4 separate regions of the Mus musculus genome follow, and regions 2, 3 and 4 are each linked to region 1. A link is a contact called in public promoter capture Hi-C data. All regions are on one chromosome and are shown on one strand. Each heading gives the region's core, a stretch centred on a gene start, on an enhancer-like site or on the middle of the called end of the contact. The rest is flanking DNA. Distances are from core to core; before and after follow the strand shown.

The links. Promoter capture Hi-C pulls out the DNA fragments that hold promoters and counts their contacts.
Region 2: a promoter capture Hi-C map of embryonic stem cells shows a contact between it and region 1, with 6 times the contacts expected there. The contact joins the enhancer-like site here to the promoter of Akr1b3 in region 1. A contact is called at or near these places in 4 of 39 promoter capture datasets (the 3T3-L1 cell line, cranial neural crest, embryonic stem cells and 1 more), 5 of 115 datasets of contacts at active chromatin or transcription factors (astrocytes, embryonic forebrain, embryonic stem cells and 2 more) and 1 of 9 other capture datasets (liver).
Region 3: a contact with region 1 is called in a promoter capture Hi-C map of pre-B cells, with 4 times the contacts expected there. The contact joins the promoter of Mkln1os here to the promoter of Akr1b3 in region 1. A contact is called at or near these places in 3 of 39 promoter capture datasets (embryonic stem cells, hippocampal neurons and pre-B cells) and 1 of 115 datasets of contacts at active chromatin or transcription factors (astrocytes).
Region 4: a contact with region 1 is called in a promoter capture Hi-C map of liver, with 3 times the contacts expected there. The contact joins the enhancer-like site here to the promoter of Akr1b3 in region 1. A contact is called at or near these places in 4 of 39 promoter capture datasets (cranial neural crest, embryonic stem cells, hippocampal neurons and 1 more) and 1 of 115 datasets of contacts at active chromatin or transcription factors (large pre-B cells).

Annotation. Positions count from the first base shown.
Region 1 is chr6:34,315,878-34,318,984 of GRCm38.p6, forward strand. It overlaps Akr1b3 (aldo-keto reductase family 1, member B3 (aldose reductase)), which reads right to left and starts at 1,612. Exons shown (of 10, transcript NM_009658.3): 1 at 1,463-1,612. The coding sequence starts at 1,528.
Region 2 is chr6:31,641,209-31,644,481 of GRCm38.p6, forward strand. No RefSeq gene overlaps it. Among named protein-coding and RNA genes, the nearest start is that of Gm13846, 8.2 kb to the right of the region's middle. Within about 2 kb of position 1,558, at least 79 of the 459 cell types and tissues checked have an H3K27ac peak or open chromatin away from gene starts, as enhancers often do. A contact at or near this core is called in embryonic stem cells and liver, where this site is marked.
Region 3 is chr6:31,397,196-31,400,428 of GRCm38.p6, forward strand. It overlaps Mkln1os (muskelin 1, intracellular mediator containing kelch motifs, opposite strand), which reads right to left and starts at 1,578. Exons shown (of 3, transcript NR_040300.1): 1 at 1,420-1,578. It overlaps Mkln1 (muskelin 1, intracellular mediator containing kelch motifs), which reads left to right and starts at 1,633. Exons shown (of 18, transcript NM_013791.2): 1 at 1,633-1,759. The coding sequence starts at 1,662.
Region 4 is chr6:31,478,439-31,481,840 of GRCm38.p6, forward strand. The region is part of intron 12 of Mkln1 (muskelin 1, intracellular mediator containing kelch motifs); the gene reads left to right. Among named protein-coding and RNA genes, the nearest start is that of Mkln1, 81 kb to the left of the region's middle. Within about 2 kb of position 1,818, at least 26 of the 459 cell types and tissues checked have an H3K27ac peak or open chromatin away from gene starts, as enhancers often do. A contact at or near this core is called in embryonic stem cells and liver, where this site is marked.

The sequences.
Region 1 (3,107 bases), core at 362-2,861:
CCAACCTCCCCGGGCCCCGAGACACAGGCGGACATTTTCTTCACCTCCACCTAACTCAACATGACTTTTGGATCCATTCTGAGATCCAGGCACAGTGGGAAGTAACAGAAATGTCTGAGAAGAAACCAAAACGATCTATACATACAAATGTATGTTATTTTAAACAAACACCCAGCTCTCTGAGGCTGTCACATGCGCTCTAGCCACTGGCTTATGAATGCTTACTCCTTATTTATCTCAGAACTGATCTCAAAATGCTGGCCCATGAGACGATTTTTCTAAAGCGATGAGCTTGGTTTTTGGAGAAATGGGACAGAATTAAAGTATCATCATCCTACCCATAATTTGGGTCATGTATTATAAAACTACTGTAGTTACATGTGCCTGTGTGTGCTGTGTCCAGTAGCTGTGTTTGCTATGGCAGGGAAACCGTCTTTCTTATCATTCCACCACACCGAATTCAACCTGGTATCACGGTTGTAATTCAATCATACCTTTGCAGTCACCAAGGACCCTCTGTAAGGAAACAAAAGCCGCACTTGCTAATCTACTGGCTTAGATACACGTTCTGAGAAAGACAAGTCTATGACCTGTTTCTTATTCTCCATTTGCATTACCCGTTGTTTTAACTGTAGTTTGGGTAGAAACAGACTCTGTCTGGTTTCAAACCATTTAAATTCAACCCTACCTGATTTTCTCTTACCTTCACTGTGTCTAAGTGCCCAGGTCCACCATACTCAAGGTTCTTAAAGATCGAGGTCACAGCATCGGTCTATAATATATAATACAACTACCCTGCAAGTAGCTTAAGAGCTAGGTTTTTCTGCTTCAGCAATAACACCAAAAATTGGTTCCTTAGTTGCCAAATAATCAAATCAGTTATAATTTTTGGTTTTTAAATATCGGTTCTTTCTTTTTGTATTTCACTATGATGTATCTGGCCCTCTTCTCAACTCTGCTGTGTTGTGTTGAGGTTTTGGGGATATCTCGCCTGAAGTCTTCTTATTAGTGGGTGGCACCCAGCAACGCGGAAGTCAGATTAATTCTCCAGGAGTTCCGCACCCATTAAGAACTGCACTCAGAGACTTAGAGGACAGAGAAACAAGCTGGTTCCTGGCAAGCTCTCGCCTGCTAATTTAATTATCTCAGGCCCATTGGCCCAAGTGGCTCATTCCCGAGAGGGCAACATCTGCGCCAAGTGAGGTCAATTCACTCGTGAGGCTGGGGCGCCACAGGTGCCAGATGACAAATCTAGGGCTCTGCTTCAATCCCTCTCACCCGGGTCACCGTGGGTGTGTCTCCACCTGGGGCGCCCACGCGGACTCGAGCGCTGCTCGCCCGAAGCCCCACACGCCGGGCCGCAGCCAGATACGCTCACAGGCCCCGCCACGCGAGCCCCGCTCCGCGCAGGCCGCTCAGGGTCACCCAGCGGGCGGCGGGTCGCACCCTGATGCATGCCTACCTTCCAGGTGCCCAGGCCCAGGGTGGGCATCTTGGTGCCGTTGTTGAGTTCCAGATGGCTGGCCATGATCGCTGCACGTTACAAACCCGGACCGGCAAATGTGCAGCGCTGGCTCGGGCGCGCACCTTTAAATAGCCCCAACGGCCTGTAGAAAGAACGCCTGCCATTGGTTGCACGGCTGAGAGACGGATCCTTCTGATTGGTCGATGCCGCGGTTCTGAAGGGGTCGGCGAGGATGCTTCTTTCCCTAGGTCCTAGCGGCACGGAATTCTCCAGCTGCTCTGCTTGCGCCCCACGTGGCAGTGTTTGCCCGCTGTTGTAGCACCAGACGGAAAGCTCTGAAAATAACCAGCAGACTAGAGATAAGGAGACTGGGGAGAAGTTTTGGTTTCGTTTTCGAGCCCAGAAGAAGACGTCTGTGTCTTTTCTAATCTCAGAATGACACTCTTCTGGAATCTTACACATCTTGCTTTGAATCTGATGGAGCAGATAGGCGTCAGGTGTATTTAAGAGCGTTCCCCCCCCCCCTTAGATTAAAAGTTAAATTTCAGGTGTACTTAAGCACTCCCATCCCCGCTATTAAAATGATTGCAACCGGTTTTGCAGAGAACTACGAAATACCCGTTTGTAGTACCTTTCTACCACTACCGGTGTCTGAACATGTTTAGTCTGGTTCAACAAGACTTGATGCAAAAATCCATAACCGTTAAGCTATGATCTCCCATAAGTTTCATCTCTGGATCACACATAAGTGATTTTGGAAAGTAAGACTCTTAAGCGGAAGGTTCCAGTATAATAAGTTGGCTAAACTCTGGAGGAAAAGTGAAAAGTCAGAGAACAAAAAAGTGAACAATCCCATAGTAGGAAAAGTCCATTCTCATACAGCAATGATTCCATGTTAGGGGGTACGAAATAAATCAGTTGTATTAGGTAGAAAAACAAAAGACTTTTCCTAAAATAATCTGAGTTGCCCCAAGAACTATGACGGCAATTTTGGCACTCGTCCAACACCCCTCTGAGTGATGGTCTGTTTCATTCCAGTCTCCTTCTGCTGGGTCATGCTCCAGTTGCCCCCTGATTACGCAACAGGGACAACTGCATCTGCAAGGTAATGAGTCAGGAACCCCACCTCTCTAAATCCCATTCTGGTGATTTTCCAGTCGGTGCCCTCTTAAAAAGTGGCACTTCTCCACTCCCACCCCAGGGAAAATTTATAAAGAACAGATATTTTCCACTTGAGTTTTATTAACAAAACCAATCCCCACAACTGGTGGCATGTGGAAATTCTGGTGTACTTTTTCTCTAATTAATAGTATTTGAATTTGAGTCTAGTTCTGGGGATTTGGTTTGTGTAAGATAACAGGTGACCTGACGCCCACCACTTGTCCTCTGTGAAATCCCTCTTGGCATAGAGACTTCTCTGCCTTTTGAACCTCCTGGGTCCAAACACAAAGAGCTGATTGATGTCTTGTGAAGTGATGCTCTTGCTCTGTGTGGCAGCTCACATCTCTTTACTTGACATTAAGAAAATAAAGGGGAAAGGACCGAGATGTTGTAGTCAACCTGGTTGCTAAACGAGATCCTTTCTCAAAAGATAAAAGAGGCCTTACCACCACCACCGAAGTGTGCGTCTTTACTGACAGGT
Region 2 (3,273 bases), core at 308-2,807, 2.7 Mb before region 1:
CAGGCTGGCCTTGAAGCTGGTCCTTGCTCCTCAGTCTCTAAGTGCTAGGATTGCATGGATTGCTTGTCTATGATACCACCCTCAGCCTAATTTTTTTTTTTTAAAGATTCTCTCTGTGTAGCCCTGTATAGCCTGGAACTTGCTATCTAGACCAATCTGACCTCAAGTTCACAGAGATCTACCTACTTCTGCCCCTGCCTCCTGCAAAAGGTTCTTTAAAACTATTTTTTTAATGTGTAACATAAAAAAACAATTTTTTAAATGTGTATGAGTGTTTTGCCTGCATGCATGTCCATGCCAGACATGCAAGCAGTACCCATGAAGGCCAGAAAAGGGCATTGTATCCCCTGGGACTGGACTTACAGATTGTTATGAATTGCCATGTGGGTGCTAGGAATTGAACCCAAGTCCTCCGGAAAAGCAGCCAATGCTCTTAACCACTGAGTCATCTCTCTCTCCAGTCCCTGCAATTAGTTCTTGAAGATGTGGAAACATCTTATTCTTTTTACATTTATATCTATGCAGTGGGCATGGATGCAGCGTATCTGTGGTGTGATACTTTCCTGAGGAGGGAGAAAGCAAGAAAGTCAGCTGTCTATACAGACTCTTTAGGAGGGCAGTCATGAAGAACCCAGAACTGAGATCTGTGGTGTGGATCCTTTCACGCAGTCAGATGGGCTGGGATGGATGGATGGATGGATGGATGGATGGATGAATCTCAAGCCTCCTTGTTTCTGAGCTTTAAGGTCCTCTCCTGTCTACCTCAGCCTGGGTAAACAGAGCCTTGTTATTCTAGGCACAGGAGGTATTTAAAAACTCGAAGCTGCATGGGGAGCAACTCAGGGTAAAAGGACTAGGTCTAGGCTGGGAAGTCCCTGAACTCTCAGTGATTCTCAACTTTCCTAATGCTGCCATCCTTTAATACAGCTCTTCATGTTGTGATGATCCCCTCCCCCGAAACGATTAAATTATTTTTCATTGCTACTTCATAACTGTCATGAATAATAAGGTAAATATTTTCAGGGATAGTTGTCAAAAGGGACACGACCCACAGGTTGACAGGTTCTCCCCATACTATGGCAACAAGACTAGGATATCAGAGGATAAAAGCCAACCTTCAGGCCTGAAGTGCCACTGCCCATTCTTGGGGAGTCCCTGCAGCACCTGTGTATCTTGATGGCTACACAGAGATAGGAGAGTCTCAGGCCTAAGGGAAGGGCCGACTCTGAAACAGCAAGTCTTGCGTTGGGTGGGTGGCACCAAGTGGGAGTTGGCAGCTGCGGGCCACCTGCTGGGTACCAACCTGTTTCCAGGGACACCAGGGTCCCTACGAGGGGAATCACGTGTGTCAGGCCCACCCTGCAGGCATCCTGATAGGAGAAGCCAGGACAGACCCGAGGTGGGTGGGACAGGCCAACACAGGAAATGCCTGCTGGGCCTAAAAATAGTGTGGGAGGGGACAGGAAACAGAAACTTTGGGCCAACATGGAAATGCTTTCTGAGCTGATCAGGAAATGAGGACTGGGGCGGTAGGGATCGCCACCACCCAGCTGCACTGCAGCCCCGCCCCCAACCCCTCTGCCTGGCTGAGTCTGTGCCTGGCTGGGGGTAGGGAAGGTTGCTTCCCAACGTCCTCTCCCTTTGTTTCGAAGCAGAGCCGTGTGCTGCAGAGCTGTAACCGCACGTAGATGTCATGCTGTACTTGGATGGCAGCCTGCTCTTCCCAGAACTGAGGTGGTGCCTGGGAAAGTGGGCCCAGCAGGGTGGTTCAGTGGGTAAAGGCACTTGGCGCCAAGCCCCATGGTCTGACTTCAATCGCTGGGACTCAACATGGTGGAGAGCCGACTCTTGCCAGTTGTCCTTTGACCTCCACACAACCCTGTTTTCCTCCCCCACATAAATAAATGTAATAAAAAATTTAAAGCTGGGGAAATAAACTCTGCAAGCAAGAAACTCAAGGGTCTTTGGGAAGGAAGAAATTGAAGGGTATTCAAAACTTCTCACAGTGAGGTCCTCTTGCCTGTGCAGTGAAGGCTTTGGGGTCCCCAGCCTAGACTGAACCCTAACCCAATCAGTTTAGACTCTGGAGTGGGATCAAACAACTGTGTGGAGGTCAGAGGATAATGTGGGGGAGGTTGGTTCTCCTGCTATGTGGGTAGATCCTGGGGACCAAACTCAGGTCATCAGGATTGGTGGCAAGCACATTTACCCACTTAACTATCTTGCCAGCCTCCAACTTTTTTAAAAATTAAATTAATTTTTTTATGTATATGAGCTTTTTTTGTCTGCATGTATGCATATATGACATGTGTGGGCCTGGTATCTGTAGAGAGCAAAGGGCACTGGGTCCCCTGGAGATGGAGTTAAAACTAGTTGTGAGGGGCTGGTGAAATGGGTCTGCTGTTAAGAGCAGTGGTTGCTCTTCCAGAGGTCCAGTGTTCAATTCCCAGCAATTGCATGGTGGCTCACAACCATCTACAGTGGTATCTGATGTCCTCTTCTGGCCTGCAGGTGTATGTGCAGCAGAACACTCATACACTAAATAAATACAATAAAAAACAAATAGAAAAGAAAAATAGCCGTGAGCCATGTATGAGTGCTAGAATCTGAACCTAGGTCCTCTGTAAGAGTAGTAATTGTTCCTGACTACCGAGCTGTGGGAGCCGCCCTCACATTCGCCATTACAAGATGGCGCTGACATCCTGTGTTCTAAGTGGTAAACAAATAATCTGCGCATGTGCCAAGGGTAGTTCTCCACCCCATGTGCTCTGCCTTCCCCGTGACGACAACTCGGCCGATGGGCTGCAGCCAATCAGGGAGTGACACGTCCTAGGCGGAGGATAATTCTCCTTAAAAGGGACGGGGTTTCGCCATTCTCTCTCTTGCACTCTTGCTCTCTTGCACTCTGGCTCCTAAAGATGTAAGCAATAGAGCTCTTGCTCTCTTGCACTCTTGCTCCTGAAGATGTAAGCAATAAAGTTTTGCCGCAGAAGATTCCGGTTTGCTGTGTTCTTCCTGGCCAGTCGTGAACGCGTGTAAGACCGAGCCATCTCTTCAGCCCCATTTTGTTCCTTTGTAAAGGATGTACTCTGTGTGTGTGTGTGTGTGTGTGTGACTTCAGAGGACAGAAGAGGGCATCAGATCCTCCGTAGCTGGACTTATATGCAGTTGTGAATCACACAACATGGGCGCTGGGAACTAAACTCTATCTTCTGCAAGAGCAGCATGCATTAACCACACTGAGCCATCCTTCCAGTCCCCCACTTTTTAAAA
Region 3 (3,233 bases), core at 328-2,827, 2.9 Mb before region 1:
GAAGGAAAGGGATGGGAGAAATACTGTAATTGAATTACAATCTCAATAAGAAGAATTGGTTTATATCTGTTTTTCACATTATATAGTTGATCAGGAACTATACAATTCTCTGCCTGGAAGAAAAACAACAACAACAATAACAACAACAACAACAATGACTTACTAAGATCCAAAAAGAAGAGGAATTAGCAAATTGTGGGTCCTCTAACTGGAGTGAATCCCCATCTTATCTTCTCCCTTTTAGAAGACAATCTTTCCCTCCAAGATAATTTCTCTGTAACTAACTTCCTCCATGGTAGGCAGTTATCTAACTGAAGTCAGTGGGGTTAGAGCATTACCTCAGGGGTCATTACCTCAGGGGTCATTACCTCAGGGGTCAATACCTCAGGGGTCATTACCTCAGGGCTCATACTCATTCCCAACAAAGTCTTAAACACTGAGTATACTTGTGGTCTAGCTGACATTGCTAGTGGTATCATAGTAGAGGCTACTGCTAAAATTTCACCAATGGAAACGAAGCCAATAAAGAATTGGAGAGATTTGATGGGCCGGTTAACGATCATAATCAAAAAGAGTAAAACTATTGGATCATTTATTGAGATACTCTTTGCTTGAGTTTTTAATATCCTCTGGTTGACACAATGATGCAATCCAAACTTCCAGGAGTCCAACCTCTTAGGCAGGGAGTGACACGATTTTGGGTGATGCCGCTAGGTAAGCAAGGGCATATTTATAACCCTGACAAACAGGTACTAGACAGGAGCATTATCTAACTTTGCCACCTATTTAGGCCAGATGTTCCTTTTGTGATAAAAAGCTGGAATGATGCCTGCTGTCAGGCTTCATGAACAGTATGTATGTTGGAGGTGGGTGGGGTGTACTCATTATTCCTTCTGAAGAAGACGCGATCTTTTCTCAAACATCTCTCTCTTTCCAAACATTTGGGCTAAATTTATGTTAAAATTCAAAGCAAGCAGATTTAATGCCGGAGACAAATGATGGCACACAACTTTCCAACTCTGAGCATCTTCCTGGTATGTGGGCGAATGTCATTTCTGGGTACAACGATGCCATCAGAATATTAGTAAGAGAGGCCGACAAGAAATGTTTACAGACTGATAGCAGAACACACTAGCTGTTCCTTTATCTTGCCTCCACCTGACCCTTGAACACGGTGACAAGGACATTTTTACCCCAGGTCAACTGCAGAGACAAAGGCCATACGTTATTATTGCACTTCAATTCTCCTCACCTCTGTTTCCGGAGAGGATTTATAAACAGGCTAGAGCAGTGGTTTCCAAAGTAGGAAAGATGGAAAGATATTCCCTTCCCAAGCTCATCGAATTTTCCCTTCCTATTCTAGGAGACGTTTCTTTCTTTTTTTTTTTTTTTTCAAAATGTCCTTGGCTTTGTCTTTACCTGAGCTTGTATGAAAAGTCCTCTGTGCCACTCCTCTGCCAGCCTCACAGGAAAGGAAAGCCTCCCTGGGAGGGTCAGCTAGGAAAGGACAGCGTGGGAAACCCGAGGAAGCGGCCTCCAAGCAGCCAGTGCCGGCCCTGCGCGGTCGGGTTCCCGGCGCGGCCCCTTTAAGAGCAGGCCCCGTCCCCGCCCTCCTCCTGGCGGGGCTGGCGCTCGGTGGTGGCCGCTACGGTGCTGACAAGATGGCGGCTGGCGGGGCTGTTGCTGTGGCGCCGGAGTGCCGGCTTCTGCCCTACGCGCTGCATAAGTGGAGCTCCTTCTCCTCCACCTACCTTCCCGAGTAAGTGCGGGGCCCCGCGCTCGAGCTGTCGGAGCCGCTCGGTGAGAGCGCGGCCCGCCAGAGCGTGCGGTGTGGGGAGCGGAGCCGAGAGAGGCCCAGGCGGGGCCTGTGACGGGGAACGCGCGGCCTCCGGAGCTTCTCAGTGCGGCGGCCGAGTGCTCCGGCCTGGCGGGCCGAGGCCGGGCTGAGGGCCCGGGAGCGAGCTCCGGGTGGCGGCGGCGAGGCGGGCTTGCGCAGCGGGAGGTGAGGCGGAGCGGAGCGGGGCTCCGGGCCCGGGCCGCGGGCGAGCCTCCCCCGCCGTCGGAGGTGGTCAGGGCGACGACGGGGGCCCGGTCCTTCCCGGACGGCTCGGACAGCGCCGGAGTTCCTGAGCCCGCAGTAAAAGTGCTTAGCTCTGCACGAGTGGCGAGAGAAGTTGGGGAGTCCATCCGCACCCTGGCGAGAACTTGGAGGACTGGCAGAGGGGTGTCTTGGCTTTTTTTGGACGGGGGGGGGGGCTGGAAGTTCTGAAAAAGATAGGGAAGGAGGGCAGGTCTGGGGGCGTGCGGCTTGCCCGAGGGCACCACCAAGTCAGCAGAAATGGCCTTAGGAACACAACGAGGAACGGGTGCAGTTTTCCGTTGCTATTCGAATAAAATTGCTACATCTCCGGAGTGTCCTGAACAGGGAGTGTGTTCCATTCGTATTTTTAAAATTCCTCCCGTTTGTTCAGATTGGATTTCTCGAGTCCAGTCGGTCAGGACTCTGGAAGTTGAAGCTGCGGGTGAAGAGTCAGCCTCCGCGGACTGCCCACCTGCCCTCCTCCTAGTCACCAGGTCAAGGGTTGGCACTGAAGCCTTGTAGCTCCCGCCCAATGAAGGCTGACCTGTGGTCTGATCTGGCCGGTTGTGGCCTGTTGATAGCTGGTACATGGCCACATCTCTGATTGATATTGGAACCCAGCTTTTAATTTGAGGGTGAGCTGGATAAGCACCGACCTTCATTTGAAGTGGACTTGTGGCTGTTCATTCTGTAAACCTCTGTTTTTTTGTTTTTTGTTTTTGTTTTTTTTTGGTAGTTTTTTCTTTTGGAGGTGTGTGTGTGGTTGTTTGTTTTGGAGGCCTTTTTAAGGTTGTTTGTTTTGACTGACTCCTTTGAATCTGAAGATAACATTTTTTTTTGTGTCTAGGTTAGAGAGTTGGTGGTGTGTCACTAACTACCTCGAATGACTTTTTCCACCCCCAGGTCTTTGGTTAGATAACTTACACTTTAGGTTGTCTGCCATCGCTTTACCTTCTGGTGTAGGCATGAGACTGGGATAGCCCAAATCCCAGTTGCATTACCTGTTGTATGGGCATGTTAAGGAGAGAGGCATTTCTAAAAGGAGTCTTGATCTGGTGGGATAGTGGTTTTAGTCAGCCTCCAGTTTGGAGTGGGGACAGCACCTGCTGTTCCAGTTGGACTGCAGCTGGAAGAAGCCATTGCTATAGCTTCC
Region 4 (3,402 bases), core at 568-3,067, 2.8 Mb before region 1:
AAGGTGGCGCTCTACCAACCAGGTTCATGTCCATTGTCCTGGCATGATTAGTAATACACTGCACACACTATTTTTAAAAGTCACATTTTGATAATTAACAGTTAACCCATACAGTAATTGCTTTACCTGTGATTACTATATCCAGAAGAGTAGATTTGATTAAGGCCCAGTTTGGCACTGGAGTTAGAATTTAGATCAGCTTGTTTTTCATTTTAACTGCCATATAGAAAAGGGACTCTCTTATCGATGGTCCTTTTACAAAATGAATTTAAAGTACCTAAGTTGGAACTGGGAAGGTAGCTCTGTCAGTAAAATGCTGCTACACACGCTGAGAACCCAAGTTGAGACCACCAGCACCCATTGAAAAGCTAGGCATGGTGATGGGTGTCTGGAACACCTGTGCTGGGGGAGTGAAGCAGCCAGATCATCGGAGCTTGCTCAGCAGTCTAGCTGCCTCAGTGGGATCCTGTCTCAGATAATCGTAAGGGAGAGAACAATAGAAGAAAACATCCCTGTGTTGACCTCTAGCCTCCACAGGCACCAACAAGCACATGTATTTGCACGCGCGCACACACACACACACACACACACACACCTTACCACCCCACCTTAACCCCCACAAACACTTACCACCCCACACCTTAACACCCCCCCCAACACACACACATCTATATCCACACACACAAATACATATGTTGTTGTTGTCATTTATGGGCACTATGTTAGAGTAACCCTCTTTTAATTAAAGTTGTTTACATAGAAGAGGAAAAAGACTGGTCTGGTGAGATGGCTCGGTGGATAAAGTCCTTGTGATGCACACCAGGTGGTCTGAGTTCTATCCTGGGATCTTATGATGGAAGGAGAACTGTGTCCTAGAAGTTACCCTCTGACTTCTTGCAGACATAATGTATGACAAGTAGCCTATCTACTCACACACAATTGAAATAAAAATCTCAAAGAAGAAAAGTTATTTTCTTTAAAACGTAACACTAAAGGAGAAAATGTAGAGTCATTTGGCTCTCAGGATCTGTACTCATACCCTCCTTACTGGAGTTCAGGCTAGAGGTTTGTTTGCTGTGTTCTGTTCTTTGTGACTACCAGTAAAATGGACAGTCTTACAACCTAGTCTCTGATTCATTGGCCAGGGCTACAGACCTGCAACCCTAGAGTTTTCCCAACCGTAAAGAACAAAGTAAATGGAAGATGTGGAAATAAATATTTGAAAATTTCTGCAGACCCAAAACACTGATCTTCAGATTGTAAATGGCCCTCTACAAATAAAATAAAATAAAATGAAGTTAAATTTCAGAAAACCAAAAGGTCTCCTTGCCAGATCATCAAGGCAGATCATTGTGTATTAAGGTGCATTTTTGTATTCTGTTAGAAAGAGGACCTCCTAAACTCTCCTAGAACAAAATGAGTTGCACTCAAGGAAACAGGACTTAGAAGGACATAGAAACTCTCAGTGCCATTAGATACTACAAGATAAAGAAAATTCTTGGAAAAGTTACTAAACTGGAGATACTTTTGTAGCCAAAATGGTGAAGAAAAAAGGGAAGTTATTTTTAGATCTACTGGGTAAATCCATGTTTACGCTCTAGACCTACCTCTTAGCAGTTTAAACAGTTGCAGAATCATCTCTCTAAGCACAAGAAGTCCAGAGTAGACCATGAGCGCTGATGCAGTGATTCAGCCCCCAGGTTCCCTCCTGTGCTGCACTGTCTTTAGTAAAAGTGGTAGCTATCTGGAGACAAGTTCAAACATGCCTTTCCTTCCAAAGGTGGCCGGCAGGGATTGCAAAATTTGTCCTGACAACTCCCAGTGGGATTCTGCTTAGATTTCATTGGCTAGAACTGTGAAACCAGGGTTCACTAGAGAGTCTGGGGAAGCATGTGTTTCGGGTATGAAGCAAAAAGGGTTGGAAATAGCAGTTATCTCAAGATAGGAAACTGATAGAACTTTTATGTACTATTTTTTTAGAAAGATACTTTATATACTAACAAAACAATAAGTATCAAAAGAGAAAACACAGAAGCTTTAAAAAAAAAAAAAAAAGAAGAAAATCCAACATAGAAAAACAAAGGGGGATTTCCAAGATGTGGCCCAGTGAGCACCAGTGTGGCACAGGGGTTCTAGATCAAAGTAGGCTTTTAAAGATTTATTAATTGATTGTATCCATGCATGTGCTCAGGGCCTAAGCTTCATGCCAGCCGCAGCAGCTGTAGTTATTTCGACCTTACTGTATGCTAGATTATCTTTTATTGATGGTAAGATCCTGATAATAATTGAACATAATTCAACTACATGGTGATAGAGCCAAGACTAAAGATTTCACTGCACTGCACCACTTCCCAAAACTGAACAAAAGTCTCACAGAGTAATAATAGTGGAAACAAAGCTACTTAAAAAATTTTTATTGTAATAAATTTAATGGTTATAATCTGAAAACATTTAAATTTGTAACAATTATATAGTCATTTGCAACATTGTTATCTTTAATCAGTTATGACTACCATTGTGACACTTCTCTTGTGCCTTTTTTGTTGTAACTACAAAGGTAATAATCTCATGGTTGAGATTCTAAAACAATAACAACAACAAAACCCAGAATGATACAAAACAATCCAACTATTCAGAGATAATCTATTAACATTTTGATGTATCACTTCCTAATCTTTAAAAAGGGTGATTGTATCCAGTTTTGTTTTCTGACATTTTAAATTTTACATAGGTTTCTTTTGGTGATGATTTTTCCTTTATCATAGTTTTATTGCTATGAACTTAAAGTAATAGAAAGGCAAGTTGTCTCATTCACTAGTTATTGCATTTGTCAGTTCTTCCAAAATTAAAATTACATGTTTGCTGTGTATTAATTTTTAATTGGTTTACAGGGAATTAACCACACAAAGCATGCAAATCCATTCATTAATTTAACAGCATTTGCCGGGCGTGGTCTAGCACTCGGGAGGCAGAGGCAGGCGAATTTCTGAGTTCGAGGTCAACCTGGTCTACAAAGTGAGTTCCAGGACAGCCAGGGCTACACAGAGAAACCCTGTCTCGAAAAAAAAAATTAGCAGCATTTGTTGATTGTTTACTAGCATTTAAGGTTTATTAGACCCCCTCTCTTCAAATAGTTCATTGACTTCCATTTTCCAAAGATTGTTTTAAGCACTAAGGATCTACATGAGGACCCCAGGGATTAAGCTAACTCAAAAAGTTCGTATTCCAGTGAAGACTGGCTGCAGTTGCATCCTTAGTGCTGTGAAGAAAAGAAGTTGTATGCTTTGCTAATGTGTAGCATGAGAGAGGCACCCTTAATACACTGTAGTTTGGGAAAGCATCTCTGAGGAGGGAATGTTTACGACTGGAAATGAGGAGGAGAGAATTAGAACCACCAAACAA